2 separate regions of the Zea mays genome follow, and region 1 is linked to region 2. A link is a contact called in public Hi-C data. All regions are on one chromosome and are shown on one strand. The core of a region is the stretch at or near the end of the contact, and the rest is flanking DNA. Distances in the headings are between cores, read along the strand shown. Region 1 holds the start of LOC103646963 (probable NAD kinase 2, chloroplastic). Region 2 has its middle 310 kb from the start of LOC103646962.

Region 1 (6,422 bases), core at 601-3,100, 380 kb before region 2:
ATTGCCATCATGGAACACGACAGTGTTGGTTTCGACGAAATAGAGGTGTAGGTAAGGGCTTCGATAATTTGGAGCCGCAGACGACAGCAAAGCGCTGATATGGACATGAAAACTCTATTAGTTGTTACGGACACTAATTAATCACACGCCGTCATCTCATCAGCCTGTCCGCCTTCAACTTCCGCCCGCCGGCGGCGCTGGACATCGGGCTCACCCTCACCGTGCACGCCACCAACCCCAACGTCGTGCCCGTGCGCTACGGGCCCTCTACCGTCTCCATCCTCTACGGTGGCGCGCACCTCGGCACCGCCCGCCTCAACGCCGGCGAGCAGCCCGCCACCTCCTGCCGCCTGCTCCACCTCCCGGCGCGCCTCGACGGCGTCGAGCTCGCGCAGCGCGCCCGCGCCCTCCTCTTCGACGTCGCGCGCCGCCACATGGAGCTGGACGCGGCCGTCGAGATCGCCGGCGAGGCCGCGGTGCTGCTCTGGTCCCGCCCCTTCTCCGTCCGCATCGACAGCCACATCACCGTCGACCCCGTCTTCCTGGAAGTCGTCGACCAGGAGAACCGCTTGGAGATGCAGCTCTACCTCGCTTCAATTTTTTTTACCAACTAGACTAGAGTAGATGCATGACAAAGTGGTATGTGCCCAGTAGTCTTCAGTTCAGCAGATTTACATTTTTGAGTCTCGAGCAGATGCATCTCTTGTGGAAATCTGGACTATAGTTATGCATATAAATAATTTATTGTTCGAACTGTCAACACGACGACCTAGTTTTCCTGAATGCAGTTTGATAGCTTTTGCTTGAAATTTTACGTCCTTATGACATGACTCGGTTTCTTTTCTCCTGGATGTTCATTTGTACACATCTAACATTATTCTTGTTCGGGTTTACAAAGGAAGGAGTTCTCGTGGAAGGCCTGTTCTGGAAGGATGTTGAGAAGCTGATTGATGACTACAACAGTGAGCGCAAGAGTAAATGAATTGGTAGCTCGTGTCTCTGGCCATCTGGGGAGACATTGGCTGTCTAGAGAAATCCCTCAAAGTTTAGCTTAATCTGAACAGGCATTTTTGCTATACTGTACCGGTTGACCAGTGAATGAATGATGTTCTAGACATTAACCCTAACGTCGTGTCCATGCTTGTAACCTGTTTGTTCTGGTGCTTCCATACGGCGGAGCAGATTTTGAAGAGAAATGGAACAAATCGTTAAATCACATTATTTCGTTACTGCGGCCACTTTTGCAGGGTTTAAGCGTACTTCCGAATAGCTTAGAAGACAAATCTTGATGCATAGAGATCATGCTTTGACGTCGCTCACTATACTGAATTACTGATACTATGGTGTTTCGTACACAAGCAGGATAAACATTATTTATAGTTACGCTTTCAGAAGCAGCAGAAGCCGCTCAAAGTCAAAAGGTTTGGAGAACTCAAACAGCTGCTCAAAGTGTGGTCCTGAACTCTGGTATTTGCTGTACATCAGGCACGGAGCTTCAGAATCCTTCTTGTAACCCTGGGATCTACTCAACGTGTTTGTTATTGATCAAGAAACTCCCTTGCCTTTCCGCACTGGGAGATCAATACCGATCTGACTGAGTAACGATAGCCTCGACCCGATCTATCGATGCATGCAACTTTCCATAGTTCATACTGAAGACTGGTTCTCCTGTGCCAACAGCCCTGTGTAGAGCAAATATGTCGATGATAGTGTTCGTGAGTTCAAATTGTGCTCAGGAACTAGGATCTTTGCTCGAATGCTTCTAATAATTATAAGTAATTCATTTAAGTAGCGTTAGTGCTGATTCAGACTTACCCATAAATCTCAGGAAGCACATACTCTGCTTTCCATACAATCCTCAAATCAAACCCTGGTAACAAGCTGAGTTTTGACGAGAGCGCAGCGGCCTAGCGCCTTGACGTCGTCGATGCGATTGAGGACGTCGAGCAGCACCGCGTCGTGGAGCCGCTCGAACTGGTCAGCGGCCTCGGCCCCGCCGCACGAGCACTCCTCCTGCTGCTGCCGCGCCGCCTCCATCCCACGGAGGTTGCAAGCAGCCAGGCACACAGATCGGGATCGGGGAGAGGAGCCCGTGTGCTCGTGCTCCCGCCACCTCCTGGCTCGCCGCCGTTCGCGACCATCTCGCCGTCCGAGTCCGACACCACGGCCCCCCTGGGATGACGGCGCTGAACACGGCAGCCTGGCCAAGGAGATTTATTCTCACGGCGGGAGATTAAGGTAGTGTTTGGTTACTAGGGACTAATTTTTAGTCCCTCCATTTTATTCCATTTTAGTCTATAAATTGCAAAATATGGAAACTATAACTCTATTTTAGTTTCCATATTTGACAATTTAGTGACTAAAGTGGAATAAATAGGAGGGACTAAAAATTAGTCTCTAAAACCAAACACCCCCTAATTAGTGTCCGTAACAACTAATGGGGTTTTTATGTCCATATCAGCGCTTCGTCGTCGTCTACGCCTCCAAACTGTCGAAGCCCTTCTCTACACCTCCATTTCGTCGAAACCAACTCTGTCGTGTTCCATAGTGGCAATAATCTCGCCGCAGCTGCCTTCACCTTCACCCCTTGTTTTCGACGATTCCATTGCTCCTCCCTCAAAGGCCACGGCCTTTTCAGGAACCAACTGTGACAATCCAGTCAATTATGATCTCTAGCCCCCCTCCTTCCGGCTCCTGTCATCCTGCGCATGCCATCGGGGCGCTCGCCGGGACAACATTTACCTCGACAGCGACGCCGCCGCTCTCCCTCGACGAGAGCTCGTAGCTGTGTCCGCGCAAGGCTTACTCCTTTCTTGGCCCCGACCCCTTCTCCCCGCCGCCGGCGCCGCGCTTGGCTTGATGCTCGACGTCTGCGCGCCACACGGGCCCGCCAAGCTCCCGGCTGCGTTTGTCGCCGGCGTGCGAGTCGCCTGGGTCGCCGGCAGGTGGTGGTGGCGATCCGTGGCGGTGGGGGCGGCGCGCCATGGCGTCACCACGCGGGCGTCGTTCTTCGGGCTCGATTCCCAGGTTGGTTGGCCCTCCTTCCCCGTTCTTGAGCACTTCGTCGAACAGTTGGGGAGCAGCTCCGATCGCGCTTCTGGGGTCTTGGCAGCGTCTAGTTCTACAAACTTCAACAGTAACGTTTATAGTTCTGTAGGAAATATAGCTGCGGTCCGGTAATAGCTCATCCAGTAGTTTACCCTGATTGTCGGGGAAAATTTTGTCCTTCAGTGCTATATGATGCTAGACATCCGCTTGGATTTTCTTTCTTGTTTGCTTGCATCGATAGCTCCATGCCAGACTTGCCAATTTTGTATTGAGTATTTTCCTACTTCCATGTGTGATGGATGAGACGATGATGCTGTATTTGATTGATAGAATGATTTCTTGTAGAATTTTCAGACAAGGGACCCGTCCCAGTTGTTGTGGATCGGTCCGGTGCCTGGTGACATCGCGGAGATTGAGGCCTACTGCCGCATATTCCGTGCTGCCGAGCAGCTCCACACCGCAGTTATGTCAGCACTTTGTGATCCAGAGACAGGAGAGTGTCCTGTACGCTATGATGTGGAATCAGAGGATCTGCCAATCCTGGAAGACAAGGTCACTGCCGTCCTTGGTTGCATGCTGGCGTTGCTGAACCGGGGAAGGAATGAGGTGCTCTCAGGGAGATCAGGTGTTGCAAGTGCTTTCCATGGATCTGTGGACAGCACCTCTGATATGATCCCACCACTCACCTTGTTCCGTGGAGACATGAAGCGTTGCTGTGAGAGTATGCAGCTGGCACTTGCCAGCTACCTTGTACCGAGTGAGCCCAGGGGGTTGAATATATGGAGGAAGCTGCAGAGATTGAAGAACGCTTGTTACGATGCAGGTTTCTCAAGGCCTGATGGTTATCCATGTCCGACATTATTTGCGAATTGGTTTCCGGTGTACCTTTCGATTGTGTCAGATGATTCAGGAACAGATGAGCCCGAGGTTGCATTTTGGAGGGGAGGGCAAGTCAGTGAGGAGGGGCTGGCATGGCTACTAGAAAAGGGATTCAAAACTATTGTTGATCTCCGGGAAGAAGATGTTAAAGATGATTTGTACCTTTCAGCAGTTCAGGAGGCTGTCTCATCTGGGAAGATAGAGGTGGTGAATATGCTGGTTGAGATCGGAACTGCACCATCAGCTGAACAGGTTAAACAATTTGCAGCTCTTGTGTCAGATGGCGCAAAGAAGCCCATTTATCTCCATAGCAAAGAAGGTGTTTCTAGGACGTCTGCAATGGTCTCAAGATGGAAACAATATGTTACTCGTTCAGAGAGATTGGCTGTCCAAAATCACTATATAAATGGGAATGGTAAGGTCCTGACAAGTGACAAGACCAAGCAGCACACGGGCAGCCCAAGCTCCTCTATGAATCGAACTGAAATTGGTATGGTAACGGAATCTGATAGGACCATGAACAATGGAGAATCATGTGAGATAGACATAGAGACAGCTCGTCATAATCTGGAGGTCACTAATGCCCTTTCCGATGACCAAAGTACTCAACAAGGTGAAATGCTTGGGACTGGGACAGAACCCTTGTCAAACTTTAAACTGGAGAGTAACCCCCTTAAAGCACAATTTCCTACTTGTGATATTTTCTCTAGAAAAGAGATGAGCAAGTTTTTTAGAAGCAAAAAGGTTTATCCAAAATCTGTTCTGAACTCAAGGAGACAATCAAGTAGCTTGCTGGTCTCAAGGAGAAAACAAAATTTCAGCACAGAGCGTAATGGAACCATTGACTATGAAGCAGCAGAGTTCACAATTTTAGAAAGTTCAAATGGAACATCATTTGACAATGATTATATTCTATCAGTTTCTTCAGGTATCACTGATGGAAAACCTTCCAACAATGGAGCCTTTTCGTTAATTGAGAAAAAGGAAAGGGAAGTTTCAGTCACTACTTTTGATACTAGAGCATCGGCGAGCAGTTCTAATGGAAAGGTTCAGGTTGGATCACAAAAAACTGCTGAAAAGAATGGTACCCCTTATCTGGAGAGAAACAATTCAAATAATGTTGATGGAAGTATGTGTGCATCTGCAACTGGTGTCGTTAGACTCCAGTCGAGAAGAAAAGCAGAGATGTTTCTGGTACGTACTGATGGATTTTCTTGTACTAGAGAAAAAGTAACAGAATCATCTCTGGCTTTTACACATCCTAGTACCCAGCAACAGATGCTTATGTGGAAATCTCCTCCAAAGACTGTCTTACTTTTGAAGAAATTAGGCGATGAGCTGATGGAAGAAGCTAAAGAGGTGAATCCCGAATTTACCTTTAGAGCATATATACTAATGGATTACTCATCTCAAGTTTTCAATGAAGTTCTCAAGAGCATATATGTCTTACGTATATAATGAATTTGCTCCTTGAGAAATTTGTACTTGAAACGGTTTCATGTTCCAGGGGTACTTTGTTGTTTTCTGGTAAGGTGTGGGAAAAAAGAATAATAGAGATCTAAAGAATGTATGTGACAGACAATTAGCTAGTGAACACATATGTACAATTTGTTGCATAGTTTTATATTGTTCTTTAGTTTTAGTTTGTTGAAAGATTCGAAAGGGCCTATAGCTGAGTTGGTTAGGTGGTCTGAATTATTAAATAGCACTCTTTAGGTCCTGAGTCTGCGTGTGAGTTTCAGGTTGTGGTTACAAAATTCCCTTCATCTATCCCACGCCAAAGCATAGGTCTAAGACTCAAGTTTGAGGATTTTCTCGACCTGTGTGAGGTCTTCTCTTAATACAATAGCTGAGGGTTGTCTTCCCCCCCCCCCCCCCCCCCCCCATCACCGCAGGTCGAGTTTGTTGAAAGATTTTGGTCGATTATCAATTGGCAATTAAGGCTTTTCTTTAATGCTAAAAGAACTGCATATTGGCTGGCTATTGCATTGATTGGATCCAATAACCAGTTCTAGTGAGGTGGATTGACTGGTGGATCTCATTTCATGCAGTGATAATCTTTGGTGCGATTTTGGAACTGTGGCTAAGCAACCATTAAATATTTCAGTGCATGAATTTGGGCAACATAGCTTTAAAATGTCAATGGTCTTAGTTTAATTATTTTCAGAACTGTTCTTATAGTCATTTTGTCTTTCTTATACAATACAGTAGTTCTCTTCTTTGTTCAGCAAAATACATAGCATTTGGCATGCTATAAACTTCAAATCACTTTTTTTCAGGTTGCTTCATTTCTGCATCATCAAGAAAAAATGAATGTTCTTGTGGAACCTGATGTTCATGATACATTTGCTAGAATTCCAGGTTATGGTTTTGTGCAAACCTTCTATACTCAAGATACCAGGTACAATTAAACATTTATGTTTGTGATAAGTGCGAATGTGCATATATTTTCATGATACTATTTACTAATGTTTGTGTTTCAGTGACCTTCATGA
Region 2 (6,471 bases), core at 734-3,233:
ATAAACCTCTACCAAGGAAGCGAGGCAGGGTACCACTACGAGGCCTTTACAAAGTTCCACTAGCTTCAGAAAACCCGCTATAGTTTATAGAAGCTCCAGTGCAGGAATCCCTCGCCTGACCGCCATCGCAGCAAAATCAACCCAAGGACCTCTCTACACGGACCACTCCCCTACTGCCATTGCCCCATTCGGGTAAGGTAGTCATCCATTAGCTTTCCTAGTTAATCAGCCAAGGGCATCCCATACTACCCTTGTGGTAGCACTGTTTTCCCGGGTGGTTCTCCATGTTCCCATTAACATAATGATCTTATCATGAACAGTAAATATAACTGATAACAAAAGTGTATAAAAGAGTGATGTATATCTCCATACCCAAAACCGCATAAAGCAATAGCATATACTACCCAAAAATATTCAGTGGTAAAACAAGGTATAAAAATAGCCAAAACTAAGGTAACCTATTGGATCCCATCAAAATTAACCTATGCAGATCATTATATTTAATAAGAACATGACTGGGTAAAAACGAAGTGATAAAGGGCACAACTTGCCTTCAACGAGCTCCTGCTCAGCAGTCTCTACCAGCTGAACCTCAGGATCCTCGGTGACTTGCTCGTCTACTCGCATCAATACAAACATGCATAATATAAAGGAGAAATTAATATCACACCAAACATGTGAATACAATATACAATAAAAATCTACACTATAAAATAAGATCCTAGGAACAAGAATCATTAATTTTGGAGTTATAGTTTTTAAGATATGAATTTCTAAAGGTTTTATGTATTTAATACAAGATTAAGTAATAGATAAATTTTAGTGTGTCTTTAATGCCAAAACAGTGGTACTAATGGATAAACAATAATATTACAAAAATTTAGGAACTGGAATGGACCAATTTGGAGTTCATATGAATTTTCTACAAATTAAACAAGTTTCTGCAATTAATTTAATACTAAAAATCTATTTCTAATTTAATTTCCCTAGTTTTTCTGTTCTCTGGACTGGGCGCCTATTTCTGGAAAACACAAGGACCTCGGGGTAATTCTTCCTATGACTCAGAGTGCTGTACAGGGTGGACTGCGGGTTAAATCATTAATAACCTAAGGTCTCTTTAGATAACATGTCACGCAAAGGGGTATCCCCGCGTACTGGCCGTCGGATCTCGCGCAAGTGGTGTGGATTAGATCTGCCCGGATAAAACTCAGAGCGCCGCAGATAACCATCCGATTGGGAACCGACGACAGGGATTTAAAATGTTAGGATCACTATGCGACCGTCCATTTACGATCTAACGGCTAGGATCTGCTCCAACGAAGGGTTACGTGTTCATCTAATCTACACCGTCCGTAACGGATTAAACGGCAAGAGAGCTGTCTTCCTCCAGCCGCCAGACTTACCGGCGACACAGCCGCCCGGTGCGGTTGCGCCATGGTCGGATCCCCTAAATCTCGGTACCACGCGCAAAACACTAATTCGCAGGGCGCTACACGATTCCCTACGTCTGGCGAATGCTACGAACGGGCACGTACCTTACAATTCACCGCGGACGAACCCGACCACGATGAGTAGCGCATTGGCGGGATTGGTTGGGCTCCAGCGAGAAATTCCCAACACCTGGGACGCCGCCGATGCTCGCCACCATGCTAGAAACGGGCGGTTTCTCTTGCGCTCCCCGCTAAGCCCCACTGACCGAGAACCGCACCTTCGAGCGGTAGAATCCACGAACGCGCACTCCCTCGTTCCGCCCGTCTCGACGGTGCACCCTCTCCCTGGTTTTGGTTGTTGCGGTATGGTGAGTAAGGGAAGAAGTCAACCCCTACGCATCGTATTTATGGCCCGAGGAGCCACGACTCTATCCCAAGGCGCATGGACTCCGTCACCCGATTCTCAGACCACACCGTACGGAGCCGCTCCAACAGAATGCCCATGAGATGGGGAAGACTGATCTGACCAGCGGGGCCACACGACCAAGGGAGGTGCTTCGCGCACGAAATACCCGAGACTGACGGCATGGGCCCGCCTGTTGGGGTCAGCTGGAGAGTGGCGTGCACGACAGCACGAGACGTCAGTAGTTGGGTCGCGCAGTGGTTAAGGGAGGAAGTGGGCCGAAATGGATTGGAGCTGGCCCAAACGGCGTTTTAAACTTTTTTTTATTTTCCACCTTCTTTTCTTCCTTCCCAAATTCAAACTTCCCTTTCCAATTTAAATTCCATTCTTGTGACAAATTTATCCTCAAGTTTATATTGCCATTAAAAACTGACTTTGAAGATACATCTTTTATATAGATATTCTATAAATTCTATATTCTTTCTCTTTCTATTTCTTTTTCTATGTTGTTTTTCCAAATTCCTAAATTGTAACTTAGGTTAAATTCAAATTTGGATAATAATACGATTTTTTTATTAACATTGCTGGTATAAAATGCACAAACAAATAAATCCAATATGATGCATAGGTTATTTAGGTGTCTTTTGTTAATTGTTTACTAGGTATTTGCTCGTGCGTTGCCATGGAAGCTAAAATTAGTATAAAATATAAATATATAACAACAAACGTCACTATGATAAGCAAAATCCATGACAAAATATTATCAGAACAATAATATTATATTAACGATATAAACATGTAATGTTGATATAAATCTTCCGACTCAAATAAAATAAATTAATGTAGAGAGAACATTATAATATCACACAAATTATTTTTAAAGAATCAATATAGAAATCGACCTTTAGAGGCCCTTTTGCTAGGGACGATTCTTATCACCGAGACCATTGATTATGTCACATTTCTTCTCAGGCGCGAACAAATATCTCAAAAAATGCTATGTATGAACATCAAGCATAGAACTCTAAAATTTTGAACGGTCATGTGGGATAAAATCACCAGCAACCGCGTGAAAGTGAGACGCGACAGAGGCTAAGAAAAATCATTAGAATCAACTATTAGCAACATGCAGTTCGCTTTAAGTTCAATCTCGATACATCAACAAGGAATAGACTTCTTTTGATGAGTTAGACAGATGCTTAAAAGCTTTACAACCAACTTATTATTTTTTGCACAATCCAGCAACAATTCTAAGACCTAAAGCCAGTAGCAGTATATATCCAACATGGGTTGAAAGGGCCTGATGCTGAATGGAGCCACAGTCATATCCTTCTACCCACCCTGCCTACAAAAACACAACTTCCCAAAACCTATAAAAATAGAAATTGAAAACGACCAATACTACCCTCGTTGGTTCCTTGATCAGTCTGATATTCTAATCTCTACTCCTAGCACATCCTTTACACAACCTCGTAAGTCACAAATGCAATGGAAATTAAGGGCACCACCTGGAGACGACAAAACAAGGGCAGGATGTTAGAAACAGACTACATAGAATTTTACAGAACAAAATATTGACAGAAATCTAGAAACAATTTGCCAGCTAACGTTAGGCAACATCAAAAGTCTTTAAAGTTTTCTTAGAAGGATTACCTTGACTGAGTTCGGCACAAGACCCTTGTATAGAGCACCAACTCTGTGGCGAACAGTCTTCCTGAATGCATCGATCATGCCATTGTACTGGAGTGCTTCTTTGACTTGCCCAATAACAATAGAGTCAGCATGGCTCCATCCAACCATATGCATTCTTCTACTGATGACATCAAGAGGGTATGCAACAGTCTGGCCAATGGTTCCAGCCACAGCTCCGCACTCAAGCCTTGTAACTACGTGAATCTCGTTGTCATTTGCAAGGCCAAATGAATTTGTCTAGATTAGCTAGTCTTTGAGGGACTCGTATACAACGAAGTTGAGACCGACCATATGGAACCTTCATGAAGATAACCAACCAAAAAGTGATAAGTAGTTATTAGAGAAGATTTTTCAGAATTTGGGCAATGTAGATATCAGAAGAAAATTTCATCAATGTTAGAAAAGAGAAATATGGTTGAATCGTGTTTGTTGCGGCTAGTCTTCATGTTTTTGTCACACTTGTCTGCAATTTCTAGGAAAATTACTTTCATATTTTGTGGTCTTTAGTCGCTAAGCAAAACAAGCATGACATAGCAGAGAATAAGCTTTCAAAACCAGAGACAATGATATGTAGAGACACTGGCAAAATTTTCAAATAGTTTGGTTGTAATACCTTTTTGTGAACACTGTAGAACCCACTATAATGAACTGTTGCGCCCAAGAAGGAATCGATCAAACTTCCATATAGGCCGACAGCTGTGCCAAGGGTATAGCTAGCAGCTGGTTCTAGAATACATCAGGAGCACATTGAGTGGTGAAAAATTCTATCAGCACAAATGCAAGCCCAATCGAGAATCGAGCTGCTGGTGCAAGAAGCCCATCTATGGTTACACCACCAATGGTAGCCTGCCGCACTCTGAACAAATCAGAAGGAAACAGTGAAAAATTATATGTTTGCTAATGATTTGTGCAATCATAAAAAAAGACTTAACAACACCTTGAATGTTGTGATAATTCGTGGCTCAGCTTTACAAAGAATGTCGAGCTCAGATGACCATGTATCTCCATTGCAGCAAGCATAATGTACGATAACACCATCAATAAGAGCAATAACAAGAGTTGACTCTTTTGAATCCAAACACCTATCTATCCCTCCGATGACTAACGCTATCAACACAACCAAGATACTTGCAATACAGCTATTTGACAAAACTTGCTTCCTGCCAATAAGAGTGGGTTGCACCTGCATTAGAAAGATTCGAAAGGAAACTTTCTGAAATCCAAACATATCCAGCTAAGCAATAATGTCAATATTTTCAGAATTAGAAAGCTCACAAAAACAGGCACAATGGTTGCAACTCATTTACATCCACTGTCATGTGGGAGTGGGACCAAGTCTACCAGCAATATCTCACGGCATGGCGTCGCGCCTATGAACAAGGCTTGGTATAGGAAAAGTGAATTTAGGTTTAACTTCTTGATTGGTAATCAATTGCAAGTAACATATATTTAATTTCCCTCTTTCTATCTCCATCGTCACTGGTAGACTTGCTCCACAATCAACATGAAATCCAGACCAAGAGCTTTTATTTTCAGAAAAATGACTCTAAATCTAAGAAGAATGGGTAAATATGGGTGCAGGATAATCTTACATCAAAACAGTTATTTTTTGTATTCTAGCAACCTATGAATAAAAGTCAGCATAATGTAACAATCAATGGCATAGCTCCTGAACTAAAGAAAGTAGGCATGCTGGCAAAAATATTAACTACACCACTGTATAGAAAGGCATACAAAACATATTTTATTAGACAGTGGGCATGATATCTCCTTAACACAAGAAAGACAGTTGAATTCAAATTGAGGGTCATCATCCTTCCACTTATAAAAAGTTAGCTCATCTAGTAGTTTTATGGCTGCACAATGCATATGAAGTCCTTGGTTTCTCCTCTCACAAAAAATTATAAAATAACTACTCGATATAGGAAATAATCAAACAAAATTCCCACCACATACTCTAGGAATTTGTAATGATCAACTGAGAATCTATAATGATAGCAGTAGAGTTTCAATGATTATAATTGTTTGTCTAAATGCAATGGTATGTCGAAACTTAATAAAAGCATTAGGAATTGCAATTGTACGCAATATGTAACTTGTGCCATTCAGGAGTTTACTTTTCATGGTTTCTAACCTTTGTCGTGTTTGTTCAGCCTACCAGGTCGCTATGGGTCATTCTGGAAGGAGCTTGATGGTGTCAAGCAGGTATGGAAGAACAGGAAGGACCTCACAGTGAGGACCTTGGGATTGCGACTTTATTCGAGGGATCAGAGAGGTGCGGACTTATTGGTTCATCAGCGAGGTCTTGCCGACCCTACGAACAATGAGACACAACAGGGGTCAGTGAGGAAGCTTCCCCACCTGTCGGTGACAGAAGAGTAGGCACGACCGGGGACGGCTCCTCCTCGCCCACTGCGGCGTGCACGGACCGTGCGTCCATGCCCTCCGGCTCCGGCACACCGCTCCCCTCATTCCATCTCCATCCACCGCGCCCCAAATTGCACGGCCCTGCCTCCCCATTCGTGCGGATTGAATCTCGAATCAGCGGCCATGAGCGTGGTCGGCTTCGACGTCAGCAACGACACCCTGGTGGCGGTGGCGGCGTGGCAGTGGGGCATTGATGTGCTCCTCAACACCGAGTCCAAGCGCGAGTCACCTGCCGCCGTCGCCTTCTCCCACAACGCGCGCCTCATCGGCTGCCACGCCGCGTCCGCCTCATCTGCCCACGCCCCCTTCTCCAGCGTCAAACGCCTCCTCCTGGGCGCCACGGGGAGGAACCCAGACTCCTCCCTCTTCCGCGACCTCCCCCGCCTCCCTTTCTCCGTTTCCGATGCCGCCGGTGGTGGCGCCGTCGTCCACGTTGACCACATTGGCCGCATCGCGCTCTCTCCAACCCATCTCTTCTCCATGCTGCTCGCCTACCTCAAGCAGCTCACGGATGCCAAC

The links. Hi-C and Micro-C count contacts between places; a contact is called where the count stands out from the background.
Region 1: a Hi-C map of ear shows a contact between it and region 2, with 2.4 times the contacts expected there. The contact joins the promoter of LOC103646963 here to the enhancer-like site in region 2. A contact is called at or near these places in 2 of 25 Hi-C or Micro-C datasets (ear and tassel).

What each region holds. Positions count from the first base shown.
Region 1 is chr2:133,363,274-133,369,695 of Zm-B73-REFERENCE-NAM-5.0, reverse strand. It overlaps LOC103646963 (probable NAD kinase 2, chloroplastic), which reads left to right and starts at 1,850. Exons shown (of 8, transcript XR_004856329.1): 1 at 1,850-3,027; 2 at 3,394-5,286; 3 at 6,207-6,328; 4 at 6,411-6,422. LOC103648924 reads left to right here and starts at 147. Exons shown (of 1, transcript XM_035965077.1): 1 at 147-1,216. The coding sequence starts at 147. The coding sequence ends at 614. It overlaps LOC103646964 (a long non-coding RNA gene), which reads right to left and starts at 2,281. Exons shown (of 2, transcript XR_562571.4): 1 at 1,816-2,281; 2 at 1,475-1,682.
Region 2 is chr2:132,978,638-132,985,108 of Zm-B73-REFERENCE-NAM-5.0, reverse strand. It overlaps the pseudogene LOC103648921. Among protein-coding and RNA genes, the nearest start is that of LOC103646962, 310 kb to the right of the region's middle. Within about 2 kb of position 1,983, at least 16 of the 20 cell types and tissues checked have an H3K27ac peak or open chromatin away from gene starts, as enhancers often do. A contact at or near this core is called in ear and tassel, where this site is marked.